Linked DNA regions of Mus musculus: regions 1, 2 and 3 are each linked to region 4. A link is a contact called in public HiChIP or PLAC-seq data. All regions are on one chromosome and are shown on one strand. Each heading gives the region's core, a stretch centred on a gene start, on an enhancer-like site or on the middle of the called end of the contact. The rest is flanking DNA. Distances are from core to core; before and after follow the strand shown.

Region 1 (3,193 bases), core at 285-2,784, 450 kb after region 4:
GTAGTTAGGTCACACTCACCATGTGCTGGAGACTGCTCCCGAGGGTGCTGACTGTGAGATGCTTAGAGCGTGCAGAGGCCAACTATGCCCTTGTACCTCGTGGGCCAGGGAGGTCTGTAACCAGCACTGCCAGAAGTGGTTGCTAGAAGAAGCCCTTAGCTTGCATGGTGAATTCAAAGAAAAATATGTGTGTGGGAGGGCGGGGGTTGGGGGATGAGGGAGCCCACCACAACGCTCAGAACCGGCTTCTCCCTTCTGTAGTGTTCCTGGTCTTATGACAGCTGTGTGTAAAATTACTCATTTTTGGTTAGTATATTAAAATAATGGGTTTCATTGTGACATTTTGTATTCACACACACACACACACACACACACACACACAGAGATTATATACATATACACTGCCCCTGCTCATGTAGACCTGGCTCCCCTGGAACTCGCCCTATAGACCAGGTTGGCCTCGAACTCACAGAGATCTCCCTGCTTCTGCCTCCTGAGTGCTGGGATTAAAGCTGTGTGCCACAACCATCTGGCCTAAACTGGAACTCTGTATCCTTCTACCTCTACCTCCAGGTGCTGAGATTACAGACGAATCAGAGTGTGCCGGCGTGTCTGGCACTGCCTACTGGTCCCTCAATGTCTGGTGCCACTATTAACTCAAATCAAGCCAGAAGTAGACTGCCAAAGACCCCCTCATGCCTGAATGACCCCAAATGTCCTTGGAGCACAGTTGCTGAGCAGCCCACTGCATCTTGAGTATCATTGGACAACCCGGCCGGCATGATATGTCTGGAAATGAACCCTGAGTTATACCGTGAGCATCGGGCTGGCAGCCACTGAGCTGCGGAAGTGATCAGAGCATGGCCCGGTGGCTTGAAAGAGGTGCTGAGCAGTTTGAGAGTGCCCAGAGCAGGAAGGGTAGGGACCGTGACAACAGAGGAGAGTTGATAAAAGGAGCCAGGAAAGGGAACATGAAAAATCCCACAGGCCTGTCCAGTCTTCTAGGCACAAGGTCTTAAGACCCTGGGCTGAGATTTTGTAACACTGGCCACTGCTAAGGGCTAAGGAGATAACCAAAGCCCCCACAGAGACTAACAGTAGAGGGCGCCACTTCCTACTACTCCCCCAGCTCAGCTACTGCTCTCTGCTGTCATATCCCGAGGGCGACAAAGGCTCCTGGAGACAAGCAGTTGAAGTCTGTTGCATACAGGTGATTTCCATCAACTAGAACGAAACAAAATCAAAAACCTTCCAACTAGCCAGGTAGCCTGTGCTACTGAAAGTAGGCAAGGAAGGCCACACAAGGGTAAGTTCTTTGGGTCTAAAGTACGGTAATAGAGGGGACAGCACAGGGGGAGAGCTGACTGAGGGAGACTGGGCAGCCTCTTTAGTAATTTTGTATTTTTCTGCAAGCCTAAGAGCAATCACCACGTTGTGCTTGAGTTCGAGAAAACGATCTATAAAGGCAAGCAGGCTCAGCCAGTGCCGTTAGAGAGGCTTTCAGCTGTCTGGCTGTATAACCAAGAACAGGTGGGGCGGATGAGGCTGGTGTCAGAGAGATTAGCCTCCTTCTGTGAGCACCAGGGCTTTCTCAGCCCAAAGCAAGACCAAGAAAGACCAATGAGGAAAGATTGGGTTTGGGGTGAGGACTGGAGGCTGGGAGGCAAGACGGGAGGAAAGAGTGCAGAGCCAACGTGGCTAACAAACTTCTGGCCTGTGTGTGACAGTTTTGATATGGAGTCACTAGACTGGTCAGGGGCAGGACCCACTAAACTAACCAGTCTAGTGGGCAGGAGCCACGTTAGTGAGTGGATTATAAAATGTTTATGTCCTTTTTTTTCTTTTGAGACAGGGATATCTCTACATAGCCCAGACTGTCCTGGAATTCATGGTTTTTTACATGTGTCAAAATTCATGATTATTATATGTGTGAAGAAATCTTCACCATGTATCTTCCAAAGGAAATAGTTGTGTATGGCACATAGAACATTTATATCCCCAAACAGTACCTTCCTTCCTACCACCCTACGTCCACCTTTCTTCACAAATTCTGTCCCACTGACTGACCGCATTTGAGAAGAAATGCTCGATTACTTTTCATTTGCATAACTCCCCTCTCCAGGTGGTTGTTAGAAGTTGGCAGGCTTCCATAAGTATGGGGCCATGACCTCTAAGGCTTAAACCAATACTTCCCAACCAGAGTGACTTTTGTCTCCTAGTGCCCATGTGGCAATATCTATAGATGTTGAACACTGTCATGACTGAGCAGGGGGAAGCGGGCATTCTCATAAATATCCCACAATGCACAGGGCAGTTTTCCACAGCAGCTGCTCTGAGGTTAAGCCCCTGGTTTAGACAGACCAGTTACACAAGAGCCCCGATTGTTATGAGCTAGCAGAGAATGAAGGGGAAAAACTGTTGCATGTCATTTACCCGATCCACACCTGGTCCTACAAACCGCCAGAGGTTTGCTCTGAGGGAGGGTTAGCCATTGGAATGTGTCCCACCAACGTGGAATAGTGGGCTTGGAACGACTTCGGTGAGGCCCTTGCATCATCAGAATTTAATGTGATTGCAAGCAGTGTCAAGAGACATATGATTTACCTGCTCTTCCATCTTTTTTTTTTTTAAAAGGCTGTCCTAAGGATGATGTGAGAAGTGTATTGGTGTGCTAGTATTACCACAGTTAAACAATAGAATTGTAAGGTTCTCCCAGTGCCGGAGGCTGGGAGTCCAGATCTGCGTACACTCAAGGTCATGCTTGCTGAGGGCTCTTTTCCTGACTTGTGCATGACTGGCTTCTCCCTGTGTCCGTATTCATGACCCTCCTTCTATGCAAGCAGGGGAGAGAGGGCCTACACGCAAGTCACATGTAGACAGGGGTGGGGCACACAGGACTAGTGCAAATAATTATGGGATATAATGATGACTAACTTTGGTGCCTGTTTTTATTAAATGGAAAGAGAGAAAAATTAAGTTTGTTGAATACTTGAGAAGACCATTTCTAATTTACTACCTACCATACAGCAAGGAGAAAACAGGAAAAAAACAGAGTATAAACAATTTTTACAATAGTGAATCTGTGGAGTGGCTAGAGAGAAGTCATTTCTGGGAGTTAAAGTGCCGGTGTCTTTGTATTTACGTCTGTCAGCTAAGAATATATTACACAGCACTTCTGAAGGGTCTAAAGTCA
Region 2 (3,032 bases), core at 403-2,902, 470 kb after region 4:
GTGTTTCACATAATTCTTGTTTGATTGATGACATGTTTCATTAAAGAGACAGAGCGTAATGCCTCCAAATTTTTTTTTTCCATTTTTTATTAGGTATTTAACTCATTTACATTTCCAATGCTATACCAAAAGTCCCCCATATCCACCCACCCCCACTCCCCTGCCCACCCACTCCCCCTTTTTGGCCCTGGTATTCCCCTGTACTGGGGCATATAAAGTTTGCAAGTCCAATGGGTCTGGGTTATTTTCTGCCCATGTCCCAAATGACTCTGGTAGTGGGAAAATGGTCCTACTCTCTGTTGCTTTGAGCTTTTGGTGACACCTTTGTGACAGTCCTCACTTGGCTGTCCTTTACACGTTGTTTAGAGGGCAGTTGTTTTTAGTCATTTAATTGTTAGCTATTAGTCTAGAACCTCCTAGGATGTTGGGAGGAGAGACCCACTTGGGGGATAAATTTTGGATTGGTAGGTATATAGAAATATAATAAAAGCAGAGTCTTTTTAAAAATCACAATAAAGTCATGTGGCTCACTAAGTATTTGCTGCTAAGTTACTAAGTACAGTGTTTTTCCGCAGTGCCCCCTGGGCACTTGGCCATGTGGTAGAACTCTTGCAGAATGTGGGAGGCACATGACCATACTTGACTAGCCCAGCACTGGACAGAGTGGAAAGAGGTTACAGAAGACAGGAGACAGAACACAGCTATGGTCAGGACAGGGATGGGAAGAAAAGGCCAATGTGGGACAGTCTGAGGCTCTGGGGGCTCAGGCTGTGCTCCTCAATGCTGCACCCTGAGACTGGCACTCCATAGAAGCTCAGTGAAGGATTTTAAATTAAACCGTAGGTGAACAAATGAAACAATGGATGAATCCCTCTGCTGAAACATGGTGCTGTGATTGAGAGGGAACCTGGCTAAAATGAAAGCATCTCCTACCCCATAATGTGTCACATGTATGTGAATGTGCATGCATGTGGAGGCCTGACATTGATGTCAGGAAACATGCTCAGTCACTCTTTCACTGTACTGAATGATGCATGTTCTCTAAGTCAGATCCAGGGCTTGCAGACATGACTAATCTCCCTAGCCAGCTTGTTAACGAGAGTCCCCTTTCTCTTGCTTCTGAGGCTGGTGCCCACCCAGCATTTATGTGGGTTCTGAGCATCTTAACTCTGGTCCTCGTACTTGCAGGACAAACATGTAACCTCTGAGCATCTCCCCAGCCCCATGCAGCACACTTTATCCATTCTTGGTAGCTGCCGATAAACATTAAATTTGGCCTCATATTCCTGAATCTTCTTTCTATAAGATCTCCAAGAATTAGTGGTGCAAATGGGTATGGATCTCAGAGGTGTCGTGCTTGCTTAACATACACAAGGGCCTGAAGTAGATCCCAGGCATGTATAGAGAAGCACAAGAAAATGGGCCCCCATGAACGCACAGAAAGACCTTGTAAGCAATTCCACACACGTCTGAGCTAGAGGAGGAAGAAAGGCATCACTCGGGTCCTGGGTGAACAGGCGCTTCTTTCTGTCCTCATGGGAGCATTGTTTTACTGTAACATTTTCACAGAACTGAACTGACACCATCAGCTCCAATCAGACAGATGTGTTTTATGCTGCCATTACTCATGGCCACAGGCGCCTGGGCCTTCCTGCCACTGGCTGAGTCACTTGGTTAAAACACAGGGCTGTGAGGCTGAGGGCACGAGCTGGAGACCAGACCAGAAGAAGCTATTCAGTAAGATCTGTGCTCTGGTCTCCCTGCCAGTGATCTGCATGGGACGAAGGTAGCTGTGGCAAGTTGGATTCTTTACAGCAGATTCATTACCACTGTTGGTTTTAAACTAGTCATTTGAATTTTAGAAGTGCAGTTTGAAGCTTTCCAAATGTCTGCTAAGGTTGGTTCCGTTTTGTCGTTGTGGGCCTGTTTAGGGAACTCATCTTGCTGTCCCCAAATCCTAACTTGTTACCATATCCTATAATCTTCATATGCTGCTAAGAGTCGTCATTTAAAGACTTGCTGCTTCATAACTATCTGGTGCCATTTCTGATTTAACTAGTTTCTGTCTGATGCAGTCACAGCAACTCATGAGCCGTTAAAGTCACAGACACTCATCAGCGAATGCTGTAAGTCTGTGCATCTATGTTTTCGAGGCATCATCACTGGTTATATAGGATCCATCCTCAGTTACTCTGAATGCATTTTCCCTGAGCTGGGCTGTGTTTGGGTGCTAATGGCCCATAATACATTATCTCTGATGGCTTCAGAATGCTCTTTTCAACCCCACTATGAAAGAAGATGATGATAGTGGTATCTAAGCTTTCTTTAGCACTTATTTTGCATCAGATATTATTCCAAACATGGCCCTACATATATTTGTTAACTATTAAAATAGTTTGTTACTGATAGTATTTTTTTGTTTCACTCACTGGAAATGGAGGCACAGATAAGTTGTCCAAGTTTACATAGCTAACAAGAGAAGGAATAGAGATTTCACCTCATGCATCTGGCCTCAGAGGCCATGGTTTGGATCATGGTTTGGAAGATAATTCAAAGTACTTGGTACCTGCCTGTGTCTGAATGGCATCCTGTCTTCTTGCTAGTGAAGGCAGGAGGTTACAAACTGAGTTCTAGGTGCAGATCTCATAGGATGCATAGCTTGTACAGTGTTGAGACTACACAAAAGAATATTTGAAAATAGGTGTGTTGCAAACACTTGGGAGATTTTTCTATAGAGAGACAATAATAATGAGGATTAAGTAGTCCGGGGAGTATCTAAGGGACAATAAAGGACAATAAACCACAAAGCGACTAGGCAGCAGCTTGGCAGCCTGCTTAAGGATCAATACTGGGCCTAGGGAGATGTCTTAGCAGAGGGGAAGAACTGATCTTGATAGTTGTCCACTATCAAGATCATGCATGCACCCCCCATCTCAAATTAAACAGATACATTTTTAAAAGGATCAATTCTGCTCTAGAAAAAGGCGATTGATGTGCAATGCTTAGAGTGTTAAGAACTAGTACTGTTTATA
Region 3 (2,901 bases), core at 297-2,796, 270 kb before region 4:
GCCTCATAACTGATAATCTGTGTATATTATGTTGAAATTCTGCTAGTAAACAGCATCTACCCTCTCTTCACCCTCATAATAAACTGTCTAGTTTTCTTACAAATCAGCAGATGCAGCCAGAATTTCCTGAAGCCCTAGCTCGTCCACAGCTAAGATTCCCTTTTAGATTTGAAGTATGAGGAAAGGACCCAGTGTCTAGCCAAATGCCCAAAAGGTCTCCAGTTAGAATGATAAATTATTAGTCACGAGATAGGAATTCACAGAGAACTTGTGGCTACGTGCCCAGGAGAGGAGTATTATGACACATTAATGCAAAGGGTGTCAAACACTGTCTAGATTATTAATAAATAGCATGGTTTCCTACCTACACAAAGAACACTATTTCTCAAACTTATATACCCTTCTCAAATTATTAGAGGGTAGCCACGATCACAGAGTGTTGAGTACTGTATATTGTGAAATTGATAGAATATAAATGCATCTCAAAATTTAATACATTAATAAGTAGTTTTCAGTTCTTTGTATTTTTCAAACTAACTACATAAAATGCATCAATACTCATGTTTTAAAATTAATTGACATAAAATGCATCTTCATATTCATAACATTTGGGAAAATTTAACCTTGCATTTCAGGGAAGGTTGTAAAATAAACTCAGGACCAGGGATTGCTCACTGGCGGAGGAGCCTAGGGACCTGAATTTCAGGCTCGTGCTCCACACTGCGCATCAGACATTGAAATATAGAACAGGAGCACAAAACAGCCCGCATTGCTCGTGGGTGAGGGGACTGAAGCTCAGGGGGCAGACGTGATTGTACAGAGGTCATAAAACGCATTACCAGTAGAACATCAGCTCTCTTCTCTCTCATCTTTTTCACATCCAGAGGGAGTCAAAGCCTGATACTCCTCTTCAGCCAGGCTGTGGCTGAAGAAGAAACCTGATCCTCAGGTTGTCTCTAGCTGGTCACTGCTCTCTTTCCAGTCATCACACAGTGTTTAGTGAATAATACATGTATTCAATGATCAAACAAGACAAGTTGATTCATATGATTTATAAATAATGCCTCACTTATTTTTTTTTTTGTGCAGTCTCTTAGGTATACCATTACTTCTGTTTTTATTTTTGGAAGTAGAGTAAACTGTTGGCTCAAGATCTCATCGAATGGACTCTGTAACAAAGCTGTGTCCTGCCTCTGCTGTATCCTGAGACTGACTCTGGGTTTTGTAAGAGCTGAAGCACAATCAGCTGGTGAATGGGAATAAGCTGGGCCCAGTCCGTAGGGACCATCAGTGGGTATAAGGGAATAATGAATTTGTTGACAGCATTAGAATCTATTGCAGAAAGTTCCAAGATTTCAGATGCATGTCATTATTCTAGGATATGGGATGGGAGTCTTGACAAGTCTTCCCACCCATTTACCATGGAGCCTTCTCTCCTTCAAGGGTGGTTCTCCAAGAGACAGTTTGCATAACTTAGACTTTTAAAAGAGTGTCCCTGGGCCTTTCTTGTCTGACTCATTGTGTGGTCGCAAGCTAGTGAGTCACTGCCATGTGACTCAGTTTTCACATCCCACGCAGGGCTCAGAGCTTGACTGCAGGGATCCTGGGCATGGCTTTATATGGTGGGGACAAACAACCAATGATGTTTTGGAGGGCCAGGGCGAGTTGCACTTTTCTTCTTTGACTTGTAAAAGCACTTGTCTGCTAGTTAGTGGTGTCTGTTTGTGGACCATGGATAAGAAACCATTAGACTCACCAACATCCTCACCATTTCTCATGACCCAGCATGAATCCAGTGTGTGCATAGCCTCTGTGTTAGTGGGATAGCATCGTGCATATAGGGTAAAAATCCTGAATGAAGAAACACGGATCCTCGCTGAGCTTGTCTTTTCTCAGCTATGCTAAGAAAATGAATACAACTTCACATTCCTAGTTTAAGTGTTGAGCACATTACAGTAAATCCTGGGATAAAAATTTCCCTAGGAATGTGAGCACTAAGCTTGGTAGCTTACTTCATAAATACTGTAGACTGAATCTAGAGAATAATTTGGCACTCCCCAATTTCTGCTTGCTTGCAGGACATAGTTCATTTGGCCATCTTCTGGGATACCCGGTTCTTTTTTTTTTTTTTCCGGTTCTTAATCTGAGGTCCTATTTCAATAGTGAATATTAAGATTTTGAAATGGGATTTTTTTTGTCCCTGGTTTATCTCAGACTCCATTATAATAAATATTAAGATTCAAAAATAAATTCAAACAGTTAAGACGCTGGAAAGAGACTTATGCATCTTCAGTCTTGGCCTTCAGCCAGATCAAGAATAGAAAATAAGGATGGAAACTGTTACCACTCTCTCTGTAGAGAGGAGAGGTAAGCTACCAATCTATTTCCTTTAGCTGAGAGCACAGAGAACAGGCGCTTGAAGCATTCCTGTGAAAGTAGACCAGGGTTGGGTTCTAACTCCTGTTCCTAAAGGGACAATGAAAGAGAAAAGAGCCAGAGTAGTGTGCTGGGTGGGTTTGTACTATATATACATCTAGAGGGTTTTCATGTCAAGGATGCAGTAATTTCCCATGCACTAGAAGTAGAGAACACCAGAAAAGAACACTACAGGGTTATCTTTGATCTTGTCTGCAAGTGCCTGCTGAAGGAGTGGGGGGATTCTGAGAGGGAGACTGGAGATGCGCTGCTTCTCAGTGCTACAAGTGGCACCAGAAATAGGAACACATCTGTCAGGGTCAAGGGAACTATGAGACAGAGGTCCTAAAAAGGGACCCCAGGGACGGCCCCAAGAAAAGAGTCCTGTTCTGGGCTGCTCTGGGCCTCTTGGGGATGCTTTCTTTAGCCAAAAGGCTAAAGAAAATGTTAAAGCTGTGAAACCCTCTTACCCCTCTGATCACCCAT
Region 4 (2,858 bases), core at 151-2,650:
AACCCCAGTGTGACAGACACAGAAGGATCGCTGGCGGTTCTGGCCTCCAGACTAGCTCTAGTTTCAAAGAGAGGCCACATCTCAATGAAATAACATACAGAGACCCAGTGTCTTCCTCTGTTGGTGGGCACACTAGCACCATATGCTTATACCACACACACACACACACACACACACACACACACACACACACGCACACACACACACACACACACAGAGAGAGAGAGAGAGAGAGAGAGCGCTTATACATAGAAAATATTACGTTTGACTTATCAGATCAAAACATCCCTGTCAGCCATGATGAGTCCTTCCCTAAGCTTGGCTAATATGTGCTGCTGAGAGACACTGGTAACCAGAGACACAGAACATTTCAAAAGTCAATGTAAAGCATTATTTTACTCCATGTCCCTTGGTCACCTGTCATAGAGCTTTAAAACACCAAGGAGTTGCATGCTGCTTTGGAGGTACCCATATCTGAAGCTAGAGTGGAACAGAGGCTTCTCGGGTGCTCCTCCGATCTGACCCCAGAGTTCTCAGCTGGACATTGTCCCTAGAGTTCCATTAGGCCCAAGAGAAACCTTGATAGGTCAACATATCTTGCTACTTAGCAAATGAAGTTTGGTGGGCCAAGTCTATGAAAGCAGAGGTCCGCAGTAGGTGAAAAGAATAAGCTGATGTGGAATGGCTTATGCTTGAGTAAAGGCTGACTACATTCTACAGATGATTGCTTACACCCAAAATGATGGCGAGGCTTCATGGAGTCAGTTAGAGATAGACTAGAGAGAATATAAACTCACTTTAAAGTTTATTGCCGAATGTTTGTGACATACTAGGCACTGTCCAGAGAACTGTACATAATTTAATCCTGTGAGATATTAGTATCTGTGCCTTATAAATAAAGAAACTGAGGCACAAAGAGAATAAGTAACTTACTGAACCAGTAAGTGTCCAATCGAACGTTTGTCCCGGGCATCTGGACTCTAAATCCCACATTCATAACCGCTTACCATACTGCTCTATGTCTAAAATCACAGAGCCAAATGCCTCTTTTCTCTGTGGTCCACATTATAGGGTAGCAGAAATATGATGAATGATTTTGGGAGACTTTGTTGTGAGCTTTCAAGGGGTGGCATAACACAGTTATAGCATACTATTAGAGAATTGAGTTCAAGCATAGGATTTCAGGACCTGGAAAGTAGATGCCCAGAGAAGTGGAGACCCTGAAGAGAAAGCTCAGCTTCTCGCACTGTCTCTCCAGCCCCCCTGAGGCCTGCACCTGCAACAGGCATTGGTGAGCGATGCCAACCTCATCCCAACAAGTCAAGTCCCCTGAAGCTGCAGCAGAACAGTCCAAGAAGACCAGCTGGAGGCTGAAGGGCATTCTTCCAGCCTGCCAGTCACCTCACAGGCAGCATGTGCCTGTGGCCTCGGAGGAAGCACCTGCTGACTAGTCGTCATGCCACTCACACGTGAGTCAGCAACGGGACAGCTATCCTCTGCGTCCCCTGGGCTGCCAAGTGGAAAACAAGTCCATTCAGGCAGCACACCAGGTGCAGACTCCAGATGTACAGGCAGACAGACAGACTCATGTGTGTACATCCTCATAAACACACACAGGAACAACGGCAGGCCCCTGCTGCCCGTCTACCTCTCTCTCCCACAGACTCATGCCACAGTGTTCCTCCAAGATGGAAACATGACTCACTGTGCAAGCCATCCCTTTGTGAGAAACTTTGCACTCATTTGCTGAAACACACGAACTGGAGAGCAAGGACCGCTTTCCTGTCTTCTACTCATCCCTTCAGTTTGGTTGGTTGTTTTTTTGTTTGTTTGTTTTGTTTTTTGTTTTTAAACAGTCTCTTGTAGCCAAGCCTGCTCTCAAATGTCTATTCCTCTTGCCTCTACTTCCCAAGTGCTGGAGGTACAGCTGAGTGCCACCATGTCCAGCTATTTCCCATCACCTTGGTCCCGAGGAATTCCTTTGTCCTTCAAGGCTCAGCTCAATGGGTGGCCTGCCCGGGAATGGTCTGGTTTGGGTACCTATGCAGGTGCTCTTCGCCATCTGTTCTTACACTGGTCCATTCTGAGTGGTGTGGTGGTTATCACGTTCACCTCTCAGCGATTGGTTCTACATGACTGTAACAAATAACTGAGAACACGGCTTAAGGAAGGCAAGATTTCTTGTGCTTGCTGTTTGAGAGGTTTCTGTCCATGATCCTCTGGTGAGTCTGAGCATCATAGCAGGAGTTGGGGCAGAGCTGCTCAATGGCAACAGAAAGTAATGAGAAAAGAGCAAAATGGTCTCAGGACCAGATACATTCTTGAAACGCATGCCCCTGGCAACCATTTTCTCCAACCGGCCCCCGCTTCCTAATTTTCATCATTTCTAGCATCATCCTCAGATTCTGAGTCCATCAATGAACTCACTGATGAATCAAAACTCTCATGATCCAATCACCTCTCAATGACTGGATCTACCAAGGGCCAACGATGTTTCAACACGTGAGCTTTATAAAAGTGCATCATATCCAAACCGGTGAACTTTAGATGCTTCTGTTGTATTCTCTGCCTCTCCCTAAACATCAGCTTTTGCAGTCAGGAACCATGGCTTACTTATTTTTGATCCCCAGTTCTCAACACAATGATTGGCACATTGTAGTAAGAGTGGTACGTGATATCTGCACGTACAAACGACACAGTCATCATCCCACCTCTCCCTGGAGAAAGGCCATGCTGGCCCCTGCTTTGCAGCCTCTCTTTTCTGACCATCATGCAACTTCACCACATATCTGCTCATACATAATTGCATATGAATGAACAATTTTTAATTAAATCAATTCATTTGTTTAAATTCATTA

What was found. HiChIP or PLAC-seq counts read pairs in DNA pulled down with a chosen protein or histone mark.
Region 1: a contact with region 4 is called in an H3K27ac HiChIP or PLAC-seq map of large pre-B cells, with 5 times the contacts expected there. The contact joins two enhancer-like sites. A contact is called at or near these places in 1 of 484 Hi-C or Micro-C datasets (pro-B cells) and 2 of 115 datasets of contacts at active chromatin or transcription factors (the 230-238 cell line and large pre-B cells).
Region 2: a contact with region 4 is called in an HNF4G HiChIP or PLAC-seq map of pancreatic cancer cells. The contact joins two enhancer-like sites. A contact is called at or near these places in 1 of 115 datasets of contacts at active chromatin or transcription factors (pancreatic cancer cells) and 1 of 9 other capture datasets (liver).
Region 3: a contact with region 4 is called in a FOXA1 HiChIP or PLAC-seq map of pancreatic cancer cells. The contact joins two enhancer-like sites. A contact is called at or near these places in 3 of 15 datasets of contacts at CTCF or cohesin (the NIH/3T3 cell line and large pre-B cells), 7 of 484 Hi-C or Micro-C datasets (the HL-1 cell line, Sertoli cells, cerebral cortex and 3 more) and 12 of 115 datasets of contacts at active chromatin or transcription factors (the NIH/3T3 cell line, bone marrow-derived dendritic cells, cardiomyocytes and 7 more).

The regions. Positions count from the first base shown.
Region 1 is chr7:90,279,572-90,282,764 of GRCm38.p6, forward strand. No RefSeq gene overlaps it. Among named protein-coding and RNA genes, the nearest start is that of Ccdc83, 16 kb to the left of the region's middle. Within about 2 kb of position 1,535, at least 33 of the 459 cell types and tissues checked have an H3K27ac peak or open chromatin away from gene starts, as enhancers often do.
Region 2 is chr7:90,306,564-90,309,595 of GRCm38.p6, forward strand. The region is part of intron 1 of Sytl2 (synaptotagmin-like 2); the gene reads left to right. Among named protein-coding and RNA genes, the nearest start is that of Sytl2, 5.7 kb to the left of the region's middle. Within about 2 kb of position 1,653, at least 52 of the 459 cell types and tissues checked have an H3K27ac peak or open chromatin away from gene starts, as enhancers often do. A contact at or near this core is called in pancreatic cancer cells, where this site is marked.
Region 3 is chr7:89,559,600-89,562,500 of GRCm38.p6, forward strand. No RefSeq gene overlaps it. Among named protein-coding and RNA genes, the nearest start is that of Prss23, 43 kb to the left of the region's middle. Within about 2 kb of position 1,547, at least 89 of the 459 cell types and tissues checked have an H3K27ac peak or open chromatin away from gene starts, as enhancers often do. A contact at or near this core is called in pancreatic cancer cells, where this site is marked.
Region 4 is chr7:89,834,316-89,837,173 of GRCm38.p6, forward strand. The region is part of intron 7 of Me3 (malic enzyme 3, NADP(+)-dependent, mitochondrial); the gene reads left to right. Among named protein-coding and RNA genes, the nearest start is that of Ccdc81, 68 kb to the right of the region's middle. Within about 2 kb of position 1,401, at least 37 of the 459 cell types and tissues checked have an H3K27ac peak or open chromatin away from gene starts, as enhancers often do. A contact at or near this core is called in pancreatic cancer cells, where this site is marked.